Regions from separate parts of the Mus musculus genome. Here region 1 is linked to region 2. The links are chromatin contacts, called in public capture Hi-C maps. All regions are on one chromosome and are shown on one strand. Each heading gives the region's core, a stretch centred on a gene start, on an enhancer-like site or on the middle of the called end of the contact. The rest is flanking DNA. Distances are from core to core; before and after follow the strand shown.

Region 1 (3,170 bases), core at 234-2,733, 820 kb after region 2:
ATACACTGGGGTCTTCTGCTGCAAAGAGGCTTCACCTATAGGCTCTCACAGGCTCTCCTCATGGTGCCAAGCCTTAAATCCTTTGCATGACCCCTTCAGTCCTGGGCTATCAACTGCAACTGAGGCTTCACCTTCACCAATGGCCTTCCATGGCCTCTCACAGTGCCAAGCCTCAGCTGTTCTTCATGATATCTTCATGAATCTTACACATTACCAAGTACAGCTATTGTAGGAGGCTATCTCTAGAATACAGCTTCTTTGTGCTCTCAGAAAACACTTGCCAGATTTCACCTCAGTGATGCTGGTCTCTCCTTAATCACTGCTAATTTCTTAGCTCCAACTACCCAGTATCAATCATCCCAGTAGTCCATTCTATTAGTCATTCTAAAGCCAGAACCACATGGCCAAAGCTGCCATGTTCTGCTGCTTGCTGGGGTCTGAACATGGCCCCCTTGTTCTATTACATTATCACCAACTTTCTGTTTTCCAACTCCTTCACTGCCTAAGCTTGGCTGTCCTGGAACTTGCTCTGTAGACTGACTTTGAACTCAAGAGATCTGCATGCCTGTCTCCTAAACACTGGGATTAAAGGTGTGGTCCACCAAGCCTGAGTTTAAATTGTTCTTCACTTAGAACATGCTCTAGGCTGGCCTTGAACTAAGAGATCTGCTTGTCTTTGCCTCCTGGGATTAGAAATGTGTACTGCCAGGCCTGGAACTAAATTTAACTGGGTAGGATCTTGCCACAAAGTTCCACTCCCTTAATTTGTTATCCCCTTGAACACAGGACTCAGCTCCATTTCACTTCCTGGTGCCCCTTTAATACTCAAACCATATATTTTATATTTTCCCTTTCTCAGCCTGCTATGCTTGTTTAAAATGCTTTCATGAGACTTAACCAGAGAACAAAGTCTATGGTGGGTGTTTCAGAGACTTCCTTTGTCATTGCAATTAATCTGAGTCGGTTCACCTTAGCCTCAGGCAAACTCTTCAAACAAGGGCAAGAAAGTAGCCAAGTTACCACAAAAAAACAGTCTGCAGGCCACATATTTAAATTCTTCATTGAAACCTCTTGGGCCAGGTCCACCCAATTCAAATCACTCTCAGTAACAAAGTCTTCCATATTCCTACTAGGATAGCCCATTAAGTCCCATTTACAGCATTCCACTGCTTTCCAAATCCAAAGTCCCCAAATCCACATCTTTCAAACAAAAGCATGGTCAGGCGTATCACAGCAATACCCCAGTCCCTGGTCCCAACTTCTGTCTTAGTTACAGACAGAAGTGACAGACACCATGACCAAGGCAACTCTTGTTAAAGGACAACATTTAATTGGAACTGACTTACAGGTTCAGAGGGTCAGTCCAGTATTATCAAGGTGGGAGCATGGCAGCATTCAGGCAGGCAGAGCTGGGAGTTCTATACCTTCATCTGAAGGCTGCTAGTGGAAGACTGACTTCCAGGCAGCTAGGGTGGGGGAAGGTCTTACCTACTCCAACTAGGCCACACCTCCTAATAGTACCACCCGCTGGACTGAGCATTATGCAAACTATCACAGGTGCGGATTTTACAATTTGTTTTTCTAGATCTGTGAATAATATCGACCAAGTTTTGGTAGACATTGCAGTGAATCCTCAGTCATGTAGCCATCTTAAGGTGTGGGGATGCAGGAGCAGCAGAACAGTTGCCTAGCAAACGTAAGGCTCTGAGCTTCACTGTCAGCAAGTATTCATTCACACATGCATGTGCAGGAAAATTCCTGAAAAGAATTGCACCTTCCAGCCGGGCGTGGTGGCGCACGCCTTTAATCCCAGCACTTGGGAGGCAGAGGCAGGAAGATTTCTGAGTTCGAGGCCAGCTTGGTCTACAAAGTGAGTGCCAGGACAACCAGGGCTACACAGAGAAACCCTGTCTCAAAAAAAAAAAAAAAAAGAATTGCACCTTCCAGGGAACTGTGTGCTGATTAACTGATCATGTATTATATAGAATCAGTTATAATTCAGTGATTATAACCTCAGTACTATGGAGATGTTGGAATGGTGCAAGTCCAGAGCCAAATCTTTAGTTCCTTTAACAGCCACTTTTTGTCTTCTTCTGTACATGACCTAACATCTTTGTGAGTGTTAGGTAAATACACGGGAATATAAGAACAGACTCCCCCAACCCCATTGCCAACCAAAGGAAGGGGTAAGAAAACTTCAGATAACCCCCGAGGCCTGGAAGAGCTACTCCTGCTTTGCTATTAACTTGACCAACTGATGCTTCCTCCAAGCACCTTGACTCATGACTTGCAATGCTCTCTTACTGTAAAAGCTTTATAAAACCGCTTTCACACAGGAACATGGAATCTGGGGGAAACTAAATTTGTGTCCAGAGGTGAGAATAGGTGTTTATTATAGTTCTGGTGCCCACATGTGGTGTCCCCAGAATCCACTTTTCGTAGAATAAGTCACTGAGATGGGCGGGACACACTGGAACATGAACTCCTGCAGACCCTGTGCAGAGGTTATCTGCTTGGATGGATCTGGGTGAGTCCTTTCTTGTCCTCCATGGGGCCCTTTGGCATTTATTCTGAGCTGCTTGTTAGACTCCGGTTTGGTAGATGCCTCCTTGAGGTTTGCCTTCTAAGCATTTGATCTAAGGCATCTTTCTTGTTTGCTTAGAGATCATTTTGGTCTCTGACACTCAGATTGCTGGGGGGTTGTTTTGGGTTTTGGTTTTGTTTGTTTGCTTGCTTGCGTTCAGACCTCGGCTGGCATCTGCTCGGCCACAGTGGCAAGTTGGCTCCCTTGTTCCTCCAGTCAGGCCTCCTGTGTCTAATTTAAAGGAGACAGCGTCTGGAGAAAAACAAATAGATATTTAGTACTGCCGCTGGTTTTATGTTTAGTGTGTTAATTCAATTTGCAAGTGTTTAAAAAATGGGAATCTCCTACTAAAGATAGGTTGACTTTAGCTTCCCTCAACGGGCAACATTTATTATCTCCAAATTGGTTTATTTTGCATGCTTAACTAAGAGTCCTAGGCAATAAAAATTCTTAAACCACAAAGAAGCAGCGTGCTTTAATTGGGATTTTAAATTATCTAAAAAAGAAATGATAAAACAGGCCCTTTATGAAAAACAGTAAGAACTCTAAAGAGTACATGTGAGCTAAGAGGACTATTGCAACTAAA
Region 2 (3,128 bases), core at 163-2,662:
AACTACCGCTACGGTTCATAGTGGACAGTCAGTGCCGCAGATCGCTATGGACTGGTGCCAAGGTTCGCCATGGACTAGTGCCGCGGACCTCCGTGAACTAGCGAGGAGGTTCGCCGTGTACTAATGCCGCTTCGCGTACCGCTGTGTACGCGTGCCGCGAACCGCCGTGGAATTGTGCCGCGGTTCGCCGTGGAGTAGCGCTGCAGCCGCTATGCTATGCTGTTTCTTTCTTTTCCTTAACTCCTGGAGTGAGGGAAGGGCTGCATTATTTTGTCAATGGAGAATGCCTTGAGCACAGGGGATGGCTAAAACATTCTCACAGATTGGGAATGGGATCACGCGAGTAAGAGGCTGTCCTCTCCGGTGCTGTGACCATACAGACTGTAGTTTAGCTTTGGAATTCCTGATGGAATCTGGTACTTGCAGAGTTTCCCCCCCCCCCCCCCCAGGACCTCCAATAGCATGGAGCTCAGGTTAGCTGGGAAATAAAGAGAACTTTCACATCTCAAATTCTAAATGGCAGTTTGTGAGCTGACTTCCTTCAGCCACAGTTCCCAGGCAGCCCTTGGCTGGAGGCATTGCGATCCTGCATGCACTTACAACACCGGTCTCGGAGTTCTTGTCTCCCTGCTGTAGCCTTGCTAGACTGTGGACTATATAGCAATCTCTAATCTTAGAGGCCTTAGGTCTCAGAAATTTTTTCTTTGAACAGTGTCTTCCCCCACTGCCTTTCTGAGCATCTCTCACAGGGTCAAGAGTAAGAATAATATCAATGCCTCCTCCCCAGGTTGCCCTTAGTAAATTCCAATCTTCAAACACCTCCTGGAAGCCTGCGGGAGACACCCTGTTTCTTTAAGAAAAAGAAGACCGAGAAACTCTGGGAATCCTAGAGGAGTCTCATCCCTTCTTATTGTTTTGCAAATAACCAGAGCCCTGTGGTTAACTAAGCTGCCCCCAAAACAGGCCCAGTGGATTCTGGGAAAGAGCCGTCCTGCCAACTCGTCTCTGCTCAGTTCTGGGATTCAAGGAATGGAGTTTGGGGTTTGAAATCTGGCACTCCGTTTCAGGATATTAGTTATGGAAGACAAAGAGCAAGCCTGTGCCTTAGGGCTTCCAAGCTGCCCACAGTGAAGTGTGGATGTTCGTGGTTTACCAGTTCCTCTTGGTTTACCAGTTCCTCGTGGGATGGTGTCTGCTGCAGTGTGCCAGTTTTTTCGTGGTACACAGAGATGCTTTTGTTGACCACAACCCTTGGCATCCTGGCTCACCGTTGTCTAGAAACACTTTTCTGACCAAGGCTCACCAAGTTTTTCAGTTCTCTGGGTCTCAGAGAATCTCAGGCCTGCTGCTCATTGTTAGCCAGGTGACAAACCCTAGAATACTGAATCCTCTTGAATATATGCTAAGAAGCTGTGGTGGGATTGCTTCAGGCTTTCATTCTGATGCAAGTGGCCCTACTCCTGAGCCCCGGGATTCCTGACTCCCCTGAGAGCCCGGCTGCAACCTGAACTCATCAAGGGTAGTTGGGTGGACCTGGCCCCATGAATGAAGACACTAGCTGGTATTGTATAAAACCCCGAGGGCAGAAAACGCAGGTCCTAACACGGCACTGAGGCACAATTCAGAAAACAAAAACAATTCCCACTTGATTTACGGAAACCTCTGATCAGCAGGCTGGGTTAGGGTGACCATTTTGACTTTTCCCTAAACCAGGGCAGAAAGCTACACTGGGGTTGGAGAAACCCCTAAGCTGTAGAAATCAGAAGGCTCTAAACCCAAAGCCTGAATCTACTTGTTTTGCAAATATCTCTCACCTGACTAAGGGTTCAGTTCCTACAGCTCCTAGAGTTGACTTCCTGTGGTCATCTTTACGGCCTGGAAACTAACGTAGTAGGTTTTGGGGTTACAGGGAAGTTTGATGACTATAGTTTCACTCCCAAGACTAGTAATTCCCCACCCCCACCCCCCAGTAGCTTGTAAGCCATGGTACTGTTCTGGGCTCAAGGCTCCAACGCTCAGGACCATGAGTCGGTGTGAAGTAACTTCTTTTGCTAAGTTGGGGTTTGCCAGTCACTCACATGCCATTTACTGCAGCCTGTCAGCTGCCTATGGTTGCCAATTACCCGTGGTCGGCTCGAGGTTGTCAATTACCTGAGGTCTGCCAGTTGTCGGCGGTTTGCCGCAACCTAATTCCGTGGTGTTGTAACTAGCCACAGTGGAGAGTATGTCCCCTTAGCTTTCCAGTCCTAATCTGTCCCAGTGCAGCTTTTTGTGACCGTTGCCCGTGATTCACCACAATTCGTTCTGGTTTGTGATTACACCGCTCTTTGTTCTCAGACAACAGGTTATCTACTACCATCCACCACTTTGTGGTCATCTTTATTTAGAGAAAGCTTCACTGTTGCTCGCCAGGGGTCTTCACCTCGCCCCCCCCCCCCCTCCAGAGGCCAGAGGCCTCCACACCCCTCCCCCCACAAAAACCTCCCTTTCATGAGAAATGGCAAATTGATGACCGGTTAACCCTCCCCCAAGGTTCTTGGTTCCTAGTGAATGGGCTGATCCTAAGCCCAGGAAATCCCTGCTGGCGGCCAGTGGTGGGGGATGGGTCAGCCTTTGGTGGGGGGATGGGGCAGTCAGAACAAGGAAGCCTCAGCTTCCTTTCCTGTTTAGGCAGACCTGAGGTCTTGGCTGTGCAAACAGAGAGGGGGGGCAGGTACTTGGGTTCTTAGTACTGCTTAGAGGTACTACGCTAGGCTACATACCATCCTGAAAACCGCAAACTATCTTTATCTCTCTGCACATACATGTAGGCTTGTATGTACACACACACACACACACACACACACACACTGGATTCACAGTTGCTTTCAAGTCCCATGTCATCCTAAGCCTCACAGTTGAACCTCTACTGACCCAGCTCTAGCCCAGGAGAAACCACTATAGCGTTGGTTGCCGTATCGTATTGAGACCACAACCTGGCTTTTTGAGGGTCCCAAGGAGGCAAGAATCACCTTACAGGTTGCCCTTGCAGATACATCTGTTGAGCTTAGTGAGTTCCAAGACTTGATACCAGCCTCCAGCTCTGGGTGATCCACCATATGGCCAGCTAGGCCTTTCCCCTGGGATTC

The links. Capture Hi-C pulls out chosen DNA fragments and counts their contacts.
Region 1: a capture Hi-C map of embryonic stem cells shows a contact between it and region 2, with 2.6 times the contacts expected there. The contact joins two enhancer-like sites.

Annotation. Positions count from the first base shown.
Region 1 is chr12:110,348,843-110,352,012 of GRCm38.p6, forward strand. No RefSeq gene overlaps it. Among named protein-coding and RNA genes, the nearest start is that of Gm40577, 68 kb to the right of the region's middle. Within about 2 kb of position 1,484, at least 6 of the 459 cell types and tissues checked have an H3K27ac peak or open chromatin away from gene starts, as enhancers often do. A contact at or near this core is called in embryonic stem cells, where this site is marked.
Region 2 is chr12:109,528,264-109,531,391 of GRCm38.p6, forward strand. All of the region lies in intron 2 of Gm34081 (a long non-coding RNA gene), which reads right to left. Among named protein-coding and RNA genes, the nearest start is that of Gm34081, 10 kb to the right of the region's middle. Within about 2 kb of position 1,413, at least 29 of the 459 cell types and tissues checked have an H3K27ac peak or open chromatin away from gene starts, as enhancers often do. A contact at or near this core is called in embryonic stem cells, where this site is marked.